Regions from separate parts of the Hordeum vulgare genome. Here regions 1 and 3 are each linked to region 2. A link is a contact called in public Hi-C data. All regions are on one chromosome and are shown on one strand. Each heading gives the region's core, a stretch centred on a gene start, on an enhancer-like site or on the middle of the called end of the contact. The rest is flanking DNA. Distances are from core to core; before and after follow the strand shown. Region 1 has its middle 41 kb from the start of LOC123427315. Region 2 holds the start of LOC123427313 (granule-bound starch synthase 1b, chloroplastic/amyloplastic). Region 3 holds the start of LOC123430565 (ferredoxin-thioredoxin reductase, variable chain-like).

Evidence for each region. Hi-C and Micro-C count contacts between places; a contact is called where the count stands out from the background.
Region 1: a Hi-C map of seedling shows a contact between it and region 2, with 1.9 times the contacts expected there. The contact joins the enhancer-like site here to the promoter of LOC123427313 in region 2. A contact is called at or near these places in 2 of 6 Hi-C or Micro-C datasets (leaf and seedling).
Region 3: a Hi-C map of seedling shows a contact between it and region 2, with 2.6 times the contacts expected there. The contact joins the promoter of LOC123430565 here to the promoter of LOC123427313 in region 2. A contact is called at or near these places in 4 of 6 Hi-C or Micro-C datasets (leaf and seedling).

What each region holds. Positions count from the first base shown.
Region 1 is chr2H:566,828,330-566,831,988 of MorexV3_pseudomolecules_assembly, reverse strand. No RefSeq gene overlaps it. Among protein-coding and RNA genes, the nearest start is that of LOC123427315, 41 kb to the left of the region's middle. Within about 2 kb of position 2,233, at least 3 of the 3 cell types and tissues checked have open chromatin away from gene starts, as enhancers often do. A contact at or near this core is called in leaf and seedling, where this site is marked.
Region 2 is chr2H:566,689,897-566,693,433 of MorexV3_pseudomolecules_assembly, reverse strand. It overlaps LOC123427313 (granule-bound starch synthase 1b, chloroplastic/amyloplastic), which reads left to right and starts at 1,350. Exons shown (of 14, transcript XM_045111319.1): 1 at 1,350-1,496; 2 at 2,933-3,243; 3 at 3,404-3,484. The coding sequence starts at 2,956.
Region 3 is chr2H:566,464,277-566,467,639 of MorexV3_pseudomolecules_assembly, reverse strand. LOC123430565 (ferredoxin-thioredoxin reductase, variable chain-like) reads left to right here and starts at 1,973. Exons shown (of 1, transcript XM_045114424.1): 1 at 1,973-2,786. The coding sequence starts at 2,108. The coding sequence ends at 2,554.

The DNA of each region.
Region 1 (3,659 bases), core at 984-3,483, 140 kb before region 2:
ATGAGCTTTCTGAAATTTGTGATATTTTTTCAAAACTGACAACATTTCTAAAATTTGGTTAACTATTATACAAATATTATATTAAATATAACTATTGAACTTTCTTTATACCAATGGACCTTTTTCATATTTGTGAACTTATTTTGAAATAGATTAATATTTGTAAAATCTATTTTTTCCAAATTTTTAGTTGTTTTTCTTAATTTATGAACATTTTTAAAATCTACGATTTGTTTTGAAATTTATGAACTTATTATATAAATTGATAAATGTTTTCCTAATTAATGAATATTTTGTGATTTTTTCTTGAAAAGTTATTGGTCAGATGGTGAATGGTCAAATGTTCCATAATCGAAGGGATACCGGTTATCTAGTTAACCCAACCTATGTTGTCATCAAATTGGACTTGTGAGCGAGTGATGTAGGAAGCGATCGAGCGAGGGACGTTGTGTTCGTGTGTATTTGGACCGGCTCACTTGAGGAGGCGCATGAGCCATAGTTGGCCAACCTCGCACTTAAGGCGCTAAAGAACGGGTCTTTAGAAAAAGCGGGACATAGGGGGAGCTCCTAATGAGCGCTTTCGACGCCAACTTGTCGTTCCGACACGCACACAGCCACGGTCTTGGGCCAGACCAAAACGGAGGCACGTCCCAAAAAAAGTAGCGTGCTTGAGAAGAATCGAGCGACCTAGTTATCCTTGTTACAAGGCGCTAACCACTCGTCCACTTAGCGAGGTCTTTTAGGTTACATCATTTTTCAATTCCTATTTTTTTCTTCCTTATATTATGATTGTTTTCCAAATTCGTGAACTCTTTTCAAAGTGATTAGCTTTTTTAAATTCCGATGATTTTTTTTTCAAAATTGATAAAACTTAATAAATACTTCATCAAATTTGAAAAAAGTTCATAGCTTAGAAAATAAATTTATTGGATTTGGAAAAAGTTCATCTATTTTTAAAAAATTCATCAAACTTAATTTTTTTAATTGAAATTGAAAAGAAAATCATCACAGTTGAAAAATAAGTTCACCAGATTATTAAAAATAGTTTAGCAAATTTGGAAAAGGTTTGCCGAATTTGCAAAAAGTTCATCAAATTAGAATAATCTCTATCAAAATTAAAAGATGGTCATAAATTTTAAAAAACTTCATTGTATTTTAAAAATGTTAATTGAGTTTTAAAGAAAATCATCAAATCTGAAAAAAGTTCATCAAAATTGGAAAAAAGTTCATAAAACTCGAAAAAAAGTTCATCAGATTATAAGAATAGCTTAGCAAATTTGAGAAAGTTTCATGGAATTTGAAAAGAGTTCATCAAAGTAGAAAAAACTCCATCCAATATGAAAAAAGTTCATCAAAATTGGAAAAAAATTCATATATTTTTTTTTAAAAGTCTGTGAGATTATAAGAATAGTTTCGCAAATTTGAGAATGTTTCACGGAATTTGAAAAAATTCATCAAAGTAGAAAAAACTCCATCCAATGTGAAAAAAGTTCATTATTTTTTATAGAAGCACAAAAATGGAGAATAATCGATTTTTAGAAAATGAGTTTAATAAAAAGAAAAAAATTCCATGTCGGAAACGACCACAAACAGGAAAAAATGGAGGATTCTCATGACAAACGAGAACATAGGGCACCCGAGAGAGACAGGAGGACGCGTGACTCGGTCAACTTGAAGGCTAGCCAATTAACGTTATTTTTTCTAGATTTAATCCTTTAAATATGTTGTTGATATTTTATTGTTTTCAGTATTGTTCACACACGAGCATGACACATTCATGGGGGTGAGGGGGTGGAGGGGCTAGACCCCCCAACGATCGTGTCGCACCTTAATAGCGGTGCGTTGTCGCTAATCTTATGGGCTACGCAAGCGTGCGCTTGCTTCCCTCTCCCCGTGTGATTTGTGCTTCCCATAGCCAGCGAGGGCCCATGCAATGGTGATTACTCCCTCCGTTCCTAAATATAAGTCTTTTAAGATATTTCATTAGGAGTCTACATACGAAGCAAAATGAGTGAATCTACACTCTAAAGTATGTCTATATACATCCGTATGTAGTTCATTAATGAAACCTCTTTAAAAACTTATATTTAGAAACGGAGGGAGTAGTTGATTGCACTCTAAAGGCCCAAATCCCAAACAAATAAAAAAGAAATGCAGCCCACCATGAAGGCGAAGGGGCCAGGCTATGAAGCTGTAACCGCGGGGAGCTCCTACTCGGCGCTCTAAGCGTCGCTTGGCGATCCTAGCACTCGCACGGGGCGCTTAGCGGGCCGGCCCAATGACCTGCTCCACGGGAACGTGAAGAAGAAAAAAACTTAGCAATACTAAAAGAATAAGAAAGGGGATCTTCTTTCAATTTTATTACTTCTTTTGCCCTTTCTCTTTTTTTTTCGTTTTTCATTTTCGGCCTTTTCAAAAAAACTTAGCAATACTTAACACATCCCGCTTGTGGGGCATGGTGGTTGCACCATGTAATTTGCTCAGGTTGCTCGCGTGTTTGAATCATGTTTAAGTAGGTTTATTTTTTATCGGATTAAAAATAGAAAAAACCAAGATGGGTCAGCCGAGCAAACGTGTGTGAAGACGCCGGTTTGCAAAAAATGCCTATAACCGGCGCCCGAATAGGATTTGCCCGGTTCAGGCCTCCTCTAATCCCTTGGATTCTAACTTGCTAAAAAGAACTTCTCCAGCGATCGCGTCGGCCGTCTACTTAGATCTTCTATCTATTCTATCCACCGAGAAGGGAAGGCGACAGAAATGTGTCATTGCGTTGATCCAACAACTCATTCTGTCTAGCTGGCTGCATGGATGAGCTAGCGGACGAGGAAACAAGGTTCAATTTTTATTTCCAGCATTAGATTTGGTTGTGTCTTTCAAACCATGAAAGGTGTGATACTAGAAATAGAGATATTAACACCTTGCGCACATGATTTGATCCTGAATTCCCAATATCGCGGCCGCTTGTGACGATGAGCCACATTGATGTTGTATCTTTTCTCCATCCAAACTCAAGCAAGCAGTGATGCTGTGATTGCCGCTTCTGTTGACGGCAGTATTTCTTTTCTCTGGGTGTAACCATTGTATCAATATATACTTTTTAACATCAACATATTATTGATATGGCCTAATACGGTGATCTTTAATGCCTTAGTTAGTAGTAATTCTGAAGTTGTGGTTACACGTGTTGTTGGTGATGGATACATATCTGATCTCTAATATACTTACTATCTTTTATCCCTGTTTAATTGTACTTCTCTACACAACAAATAAATCAAAAGAATAGAACATATTGCTATTTTCAAGCCATCTGCTTCTAGCTCAAACTCTTTCTACTGAAAATACAAATTCAACTTGCTAATCCTATGACCATATAGGTAATCATAGAGCTAATTTACATTGACAATTTTAACACATGTCTTATTCTCCTATACATTAATTAATACTTGTGCAATTATTGCAAAATATAGATTTACATTTTATGTGAGATGGTATCACATATTATTATGTGTGTGACATGTATATCTTTTTTGGGTAAAAAAGATAGTTATCTCTTCCGCCCCCTATGTTCAAATCCTGGCTACGTCCCCGTGTGTACCTCCAACGCCTAGGGTGATGCATTACAGCTCACGTCGAAGGAGACACATCCAGAAACGCGGTAC
Region 2 (3,537 bases), core at 101-2,600:
GCACAAGGGATTACAAGCAATTCATCTACAAGCAATTCATCTACAGAGAAACACAGGAACAGAGGAACACATGAACCATGGAGGTGGGGCACGATGAGGAACATAGGAATAGGAGCGATGAAGGTGGGGCGGATGAGGAACACATGAAGACAGGAGCGGCCGCAGCGGCGCCATGCTTTGAATCGACAGGTCGCAGCCGTCAGCCGTCAGACAGACAGGAACAGGGGGCGATCACTAACCATAGACAGGGGGTGGCTCTCCGTCAGGTCGCAGCCGCGGCGCCATGCTTCGAATCGACGCCGCCGCCAAGGAGGGCGATCAACCCTAGGCGATCAACGTCGCGACGGCAACCGACCGGTTTCGATCAGCCGATGGAGCCGAGGTGTTTTTTTTTTGTTATTCAGATGAAACGAGCTGAGGTGGGTCCTTAAAACGAAATATCTCACAAACCCCCCTCCAGTTCCGAAATTTCATTTTCGCGGTCCTTAAAACGATGACATGGCAGCGTACGGTGCCACGCAAGCAAAATACGTATGAAAACGTCTGTGGTGACCGTATGTGCAGATGCGGAACAAGTTTGTCAACACAAACAATACATTTTCTGAATTGAGTGACTTTTTTGCATGCGACGAACGATTTTAGTGCCTGTTGATGAATTTTACTCAAGTTTTGGACTGTTTTTTCTCTCTTTTTCTTCATCTCCTTTTACCTTTAATTTAGTTCCTAAATTTCTACTTTGAAATAAAAAAAATGGTTGAGGTTTTAAAAATCACGCGTTTAAAAATTCACATGTATTAAAAAAGTTCAGGATTTTCTAAAACCCTCGTACCGTAAAATCCGAAGCCGACGGCGAGTATTCGTGCCGGCATTTGGTTCGCGAGGGAGGAGCCGGGCATGGTCATGGTACCAGTGCCACTATGGTGAACTTGGACTCTCAGCCTCTACTCCACGATCAGATCAGCTCAACAGAGATGGCGACGTACAGGCCACAGGGCACAGGCCACAACCCCACCGGAAACATGTCCGCTGTCGTTTCCTCTAGTCCTTCCTTTCCCCGTCCCCAAACGAACGGACGGCTCACACTCCCGGCACGAGGAAAGCCACGAGCCCTGCGCCCTCTCGCCCCAGCCCCACCCTCGATCTCGAGAAACCGACGGCTCCCGTCCCGACGCGGGGGCCCTCCAGTCTATAGGGATATTCGCCTCCTCCCGAACCGAGCCCGACGCAACGCGCCGGTGCCGGTACGGCGGCGGTGCCCCCGCCCCGGTTTGTCGCCGCGCGGGCCGCGGGCCATGTGGCACCGGCGCACGGGAGCCAACCGCTACCCGTGCGACACCTCCCCCTCCCGCCGCAGGGGGGGGGGAGGATATTTCCTGCCGCTCTCCACGCGCCGAACACTTCTACTACTTGAGCGGAGCCCGTCGTCCTCCCCCGGCCCCCGGCAGCCACTTCCACTTCCCCGCGCCGCGGCTCCAGTCAACGCCTAGCTCAAGAAGGTACGCACTTCTGTGCTCCCAACCAGCATTGGGCTGTTCGATTCTGGTTCTGCCGTTGCTGTTAAGGCCGGTAGAGGAATGTGAGGTGACGGTCAGTTCACTGTCCTCACCACCGTGGAGGTGGAGCTTTCCTCTCTATCTGTTCTCGTAGGGAGGGAGGGATTCTGTACTCTGTAGCTGTTTCCTTCTGCATTTCCCTTGATGCTTGAAATCCTGGCATGCGTGCGTGGTTCATCTTCACCGATCTGGCATGACATGCTCCAGGCCCTACGGCCTTAGTTTCTGACAGTGTCGAAAATGCATGTGCACCCTCTGAACTTCAGAGGTAGTTTGTTCTGCGGGAGCTTGTTGCATCATTGAGGGCACTAGTGACCAGTATCTATGTTTTATGCTTTTGCATTAGCTTCTTCTGGAGTAGTACACGTTTTTGTTAATCTCACCTCGGGCACCCTCGGTGATTTTGTTATTTTTACCATGTCAGGATGTGTTGTGATGTACTGCTCTTCGCCATGCACATTTCTTGACTTGGCATTTGCATTTGACCACACACTGCTATTTCATTTTGGAAGGAGGAAAAATCCTGGGTATTAGTGTTACTGGCTTCATGAAACATTGTACCTGACTTAGGCTTCAACACGAAAGAGTGTTTCTATGATGAAAAAATACTGACATTTATCACTTACATTACATGGGTTGTGCACCAAATCACTCAGGGCTTGTTCGGTTATGCAGGGTTTTAAGAGGTTAGAAAGGGATTGGGGGGGATTAAATCCTTTGCTAGTCAAAATCCCCCTCAAACCTCTCAATGAAAATTCATTTGCATATCTATATCTATAGTATTTGCTACTCTCACGATTTGTACTGTATTTGTTGTATCACATTCTTAAATATTTTTATCTCTAGATATGCACATTGGGAACAGACTAGTGTCCTGGTTATAGGGAGGCTGTTTAACCTCCCTGTCCACCTGGGTTCTATTCCAACAGCTGGTTTGGGTGCGCTTTCGTTCCTTGAATGCTAGGGTTCCTGGACAGTTAATAAGAAAAATAAAAGCCTGCACATTGTCTTGAAGAACTCATCGACAGGGCAATAGTTTCTTTCGAAACAGCATGTAAAATTATCGATAAGAACATATCCGTAATGGAACTTCCTTTTTTTAACCTTGCAGTTGTAGCACTAACAATAATATCCCAGACACGCTTGAATGATAATTGGTCTGTTCACGGTATGCAAGCAGTTAGCACATTCATGTGCCACCTTGTAGTATTCTTTTCTTTGAGAAAATGACAGGTATATTTGTGGCATTGTAAACACTTGTTACCAGCATAGTAGTGCTGCTTTACATTCAGAATGTAAGGTAGCAAATGTATAATCCCATGTTTCTCTGAAGCAGAAGTTCATCATAACCATTTTTCTATCATATGCCATTCTGATAGGTCGTCATTGAGAGGCTGCACCAATGGGTTCTTATCAAACAAACAGTGTTGGTTCACTGAAACTGTCACCTCACATCCAATTCCAACAATCTTGTAACAATGGAGTTATGTTCCTATCCATGCGGAATAAGACACAGCTGGCCAAAAGAAGAGCCACAAATTATGAAACCCATCGTAATTCTAGTAGGACTTCGTCACCTATCGTATGTTCAACTGGAATGCCCATAATTTTCGTTGCCACTGAAGTGCACCCATGGTGCAAAACTGGAGGCCTTGGTGATGTTGTAGGGGGATTGCCCCCAGCTCTGGCTGTAAGTATTCCTTGTCACATACTGTTAATTCTGAATCACATCTTTGTATGACTGCACTTGTATCACCCTCTTGCTGTAAGTATTCCTTGTCATGTACTGTTAATTCTGAATCACATCTTTGTATGACTGCACTTGTGATGCACAACTCATTTCTTCATAGGCAATGGGGCACCGGGTTATGACGATAGCTCCTCGCTATGATCAGTACAAGGATACCTGGGATACAAATGTTCTGGTTGAGGTAAAAAAGTTAGTTAAGTTATTTGGTGTTGTTATTTAGCTCGCATTTAACTT
Region 3 (3,363 bases), core at 724-3,223, 230 kb after region 2:
ACAAGTTGTATATGTAAAACGTGTAGATTTTCGCATAGAATAATATTTTTCAGCTCTTATGCATGTTTAAAGTTGTTTAGTGTGTTGTTTGCATCGGTTTGCGTCTCGATGTGTTAGAAACGGTTTAGTCCATAGTTATTAACCGTAGCTCCGTTGGAGGTGAGTCATATATATAAATGGACTAGAACAACGAGTAGAACCACGTGAACCACTTTGTTTTGCCTTTTAACAAACATAAAATGTGGTTAGGACAAATCTGGACAGATTACAAAGTTAGTGCATGGGTCATTTCGGAGATACTATATGTCGTTTTCGGCCTCATTTAAAATGCCTAGATATGTAGTTTAATTTGTGCTTCATCCCTTGCCATGTTTAACAACATCTAATATTGTCGTGGAAATAAACGGGAGTGAACTAAATAATTAAACGTGGAGTTTCGTCAATATGCAACTCGTTGCATATTGAGCTTCACTTAAGGTGTAATATTTGATTGTTGTGAATTGCCATGCCATGCCTTGCATAATTTAAACTCGTCATGCATCATATGTGGTGTGCATTATGTCATGCATGTGCCGTGGTGAATAATGTGTGTTGATTCTTGACGGTGGCGGTGGCAGCGCAGCACGGGCCCGGCCCGTCTTCTTTCCCGCCACGGGCTGGTTGTGCTGGTGGCGGTGGCAGCGCAACACGGGCGCGCTCCTCCTCCTTCATATCCCGTCATTCCTCCTCCGCCTCCTTCTCCAACGCCATCTGCCGACGGCCGTTGGCACGCTCCTCCGCCAGGTGCTGCGGCCTCCAGTGCTAGAGGTAGGCTTCCTCCTGCTGCGACGTCGCGCCCAACCAGATGTGCGGCGCGCTCATCCACTCGTGGAGGCAATCGGTCCACTGGCAGACCTCCCGTTGCGGCTCCGTGGGCTCGGTCTTCGGCGGAGGTGGCACGGCACAGTCGTCGAAGGTGGACAACGTGATGGCCTCCACGAGCTGCTCCTCGTACGCAGCGTGCTCCTCCTCGGCCTTGCGCGACTCTTCCTCCTCGCTCTCACGGAGTGCGGCTGCCAGCGCCACCTGGTAGGCGGCCTCCGCCTCCTAGTCCTCGTCGCTAACAACGGGCGGGGGCTGTGGAGGGCCTCCTAGCTGCTCCTCGTGCTCGACCGCGAACCAGACCTCCTAGTGAGGAGATTCAGTCGCGTACGCAGGGTTGAGCCGACGGTGACTCACCTCCTCCGCGTGCATCCGCGCCGACCGCGATACGACAGACATCGGGATCCTCTCCAGATCCAGATGTCGGTGGTGCGGGAGGGTGACATCAGGGTACGGCAGCAGGACGCGGTACTCCCGGTGCCACCGTGCTTGGTGCATCGGGACGCTGACACGCTCGCGAGGTCGGCGAGGAGATCGCACGGGGGTAGACGGGGGGGGGGGGGGCGTTGCCCTTGTTTTGGAACGAGACGGTCATGGCTGCTGGCTAGGGTTTAGTCGCCGATGAGGTGGCGAGATGGGGACGGGGTGTTCTGGAAGCAGATGAGGCCAAACCACACCACACGCTCGGATTAATAAAAGGCCGACCGCGGTCGCTGCCGCGTGGGCCCTCGGAGGGTGGCCGTCATAAATTAAGTTGACTATCGGTGGTTGGGGCGGACACTCGGAGGGCGCGCGCGTCCGCTTCACGTCTGCGCCGACACATTTCAGTCCGAAATTTGGGTCAGAAATGGCGCGTCCGCGTTTTGGTAATGGGTCGGCGCGTTGGGTCATCACTTTTGTCCGCGCGGACCCAAATGAACGGCGATGGATGAAATGGATCGCCCCGTTGGAGTTGCTCTAAACTGATTTTCTTTAGTGTACTATTTTAGAGTAGCTGTTGGAGATGTTCTTTGAGCTGTGTGATGATCATTTGCAAAAAATAAAAAGAAAAAAGAAGCTGTGTGATGATCAGATTCAGATGTCCCTTGGAATGCGTAGGGGACACCAGCGCATCGCTTCTTCCTTTTTCCACTTTTCTCCCCAATAACCATCACTTCCACCTTCGGCGCCGCCTATCTTACCCTCACGTGCACACCGCCTGCTCGACGCAATTCCCCACACGCCCGCGAGCGCACCAACCTCCCCGATGGCAACCGCCACCGCCGCGGCGTGCCCTTCCACCTCCTCGTGGCTCCTCCTCCGCCGACCCCTCCCTCCAAATTCCGCGGCCGGGCGCTGCCTCGCGCCACCGCAGTGCCGCGCGCGCCTCCGCTCCGCGCGCCAGGTCGCCGTCAGCAGCTTGTCCCCATCCCCATCCCCCGACGTGGCGGACGAGGAGGCCGCGGCGGCGCCCAAGCTCGGCAAGCGCGTGCGCGTCACGGCGCCGGTCCGCGTCTACCACGTCCCCAAGGCGCCGGACCTGGACCTCCGTGGCATGGAAGGTGTGGTCAAGCAGTATGTCGGTGTCTGGAAGGGCAAGCGGATCACGGCCAATCGCCCTTTCCGGGTGGAGTTCGAGCTGAAGCTGGACGGGCAGGACAAGCCGGTCCGGTTCCTCGCTCACCTCCGGGAAGACGAGTTCGAATTCGTCTGAGACGAATAGGAGGACCCCCTCTGTGTTGTCTGTAGAATAATGCGCCCTTGGGGGCGGATGCAGCATGTGTACATTAGAGAGGAGATTGAAGAGGGAGATTGCAAGTAAGTTGATGTTTGTTTGCTTTTCTTGTGCTCCTCCTCACTCTCCTGTTCGACATCAAACCTTTCAGATGTGAGAGTTGTTCGAGATGATGACGATTATGAACAAAAGCAATTGTTATACTGATGAATCTGCTGCTGTGTTCAATACTTTCCTCTGTTTATTGTTTCATTCAAGAAAAAATGTTGTCCGAGAGGATTCAGTGGTGGTAATGAGTTAATGATGGAAGCCGATCTGTCTAATGGGTAATAAGTACTGTATGTTCTTAATACTCCTGCCCTGAACAGAAGATATCATATACTTGTATATTGGATTCAACATTTACCCCTGCCCTGAATCATTATATGGGGGAATGCGTAGGCACAATGGAACAATTGAGAATCATTCAAAGTATCATGAAAATCACTGAAAATGGATAGTACACTGCCAACTGAATATGCTAGTTCTACTAAAACTAACCTCTTAATGCTTTACTTTTGGGTTGAAGAGCCCTCACTATGTTGGTATCTTCTGATGAAGTTTAGTGTGTCACTATCCATGGGCAGGCCGGATTTTATCCGATTTGATTGGAAAATATGTCGAAATTTTCTGCATGCTGAACAAAATGAATTGCTTATTTGAATGCATATTGTAGCTGTTAAAATTGAATACACAGTGACCCACTTTCTCAGGCATTTTTAGGTCAGCTTTCCAAACCCAAACTAGAA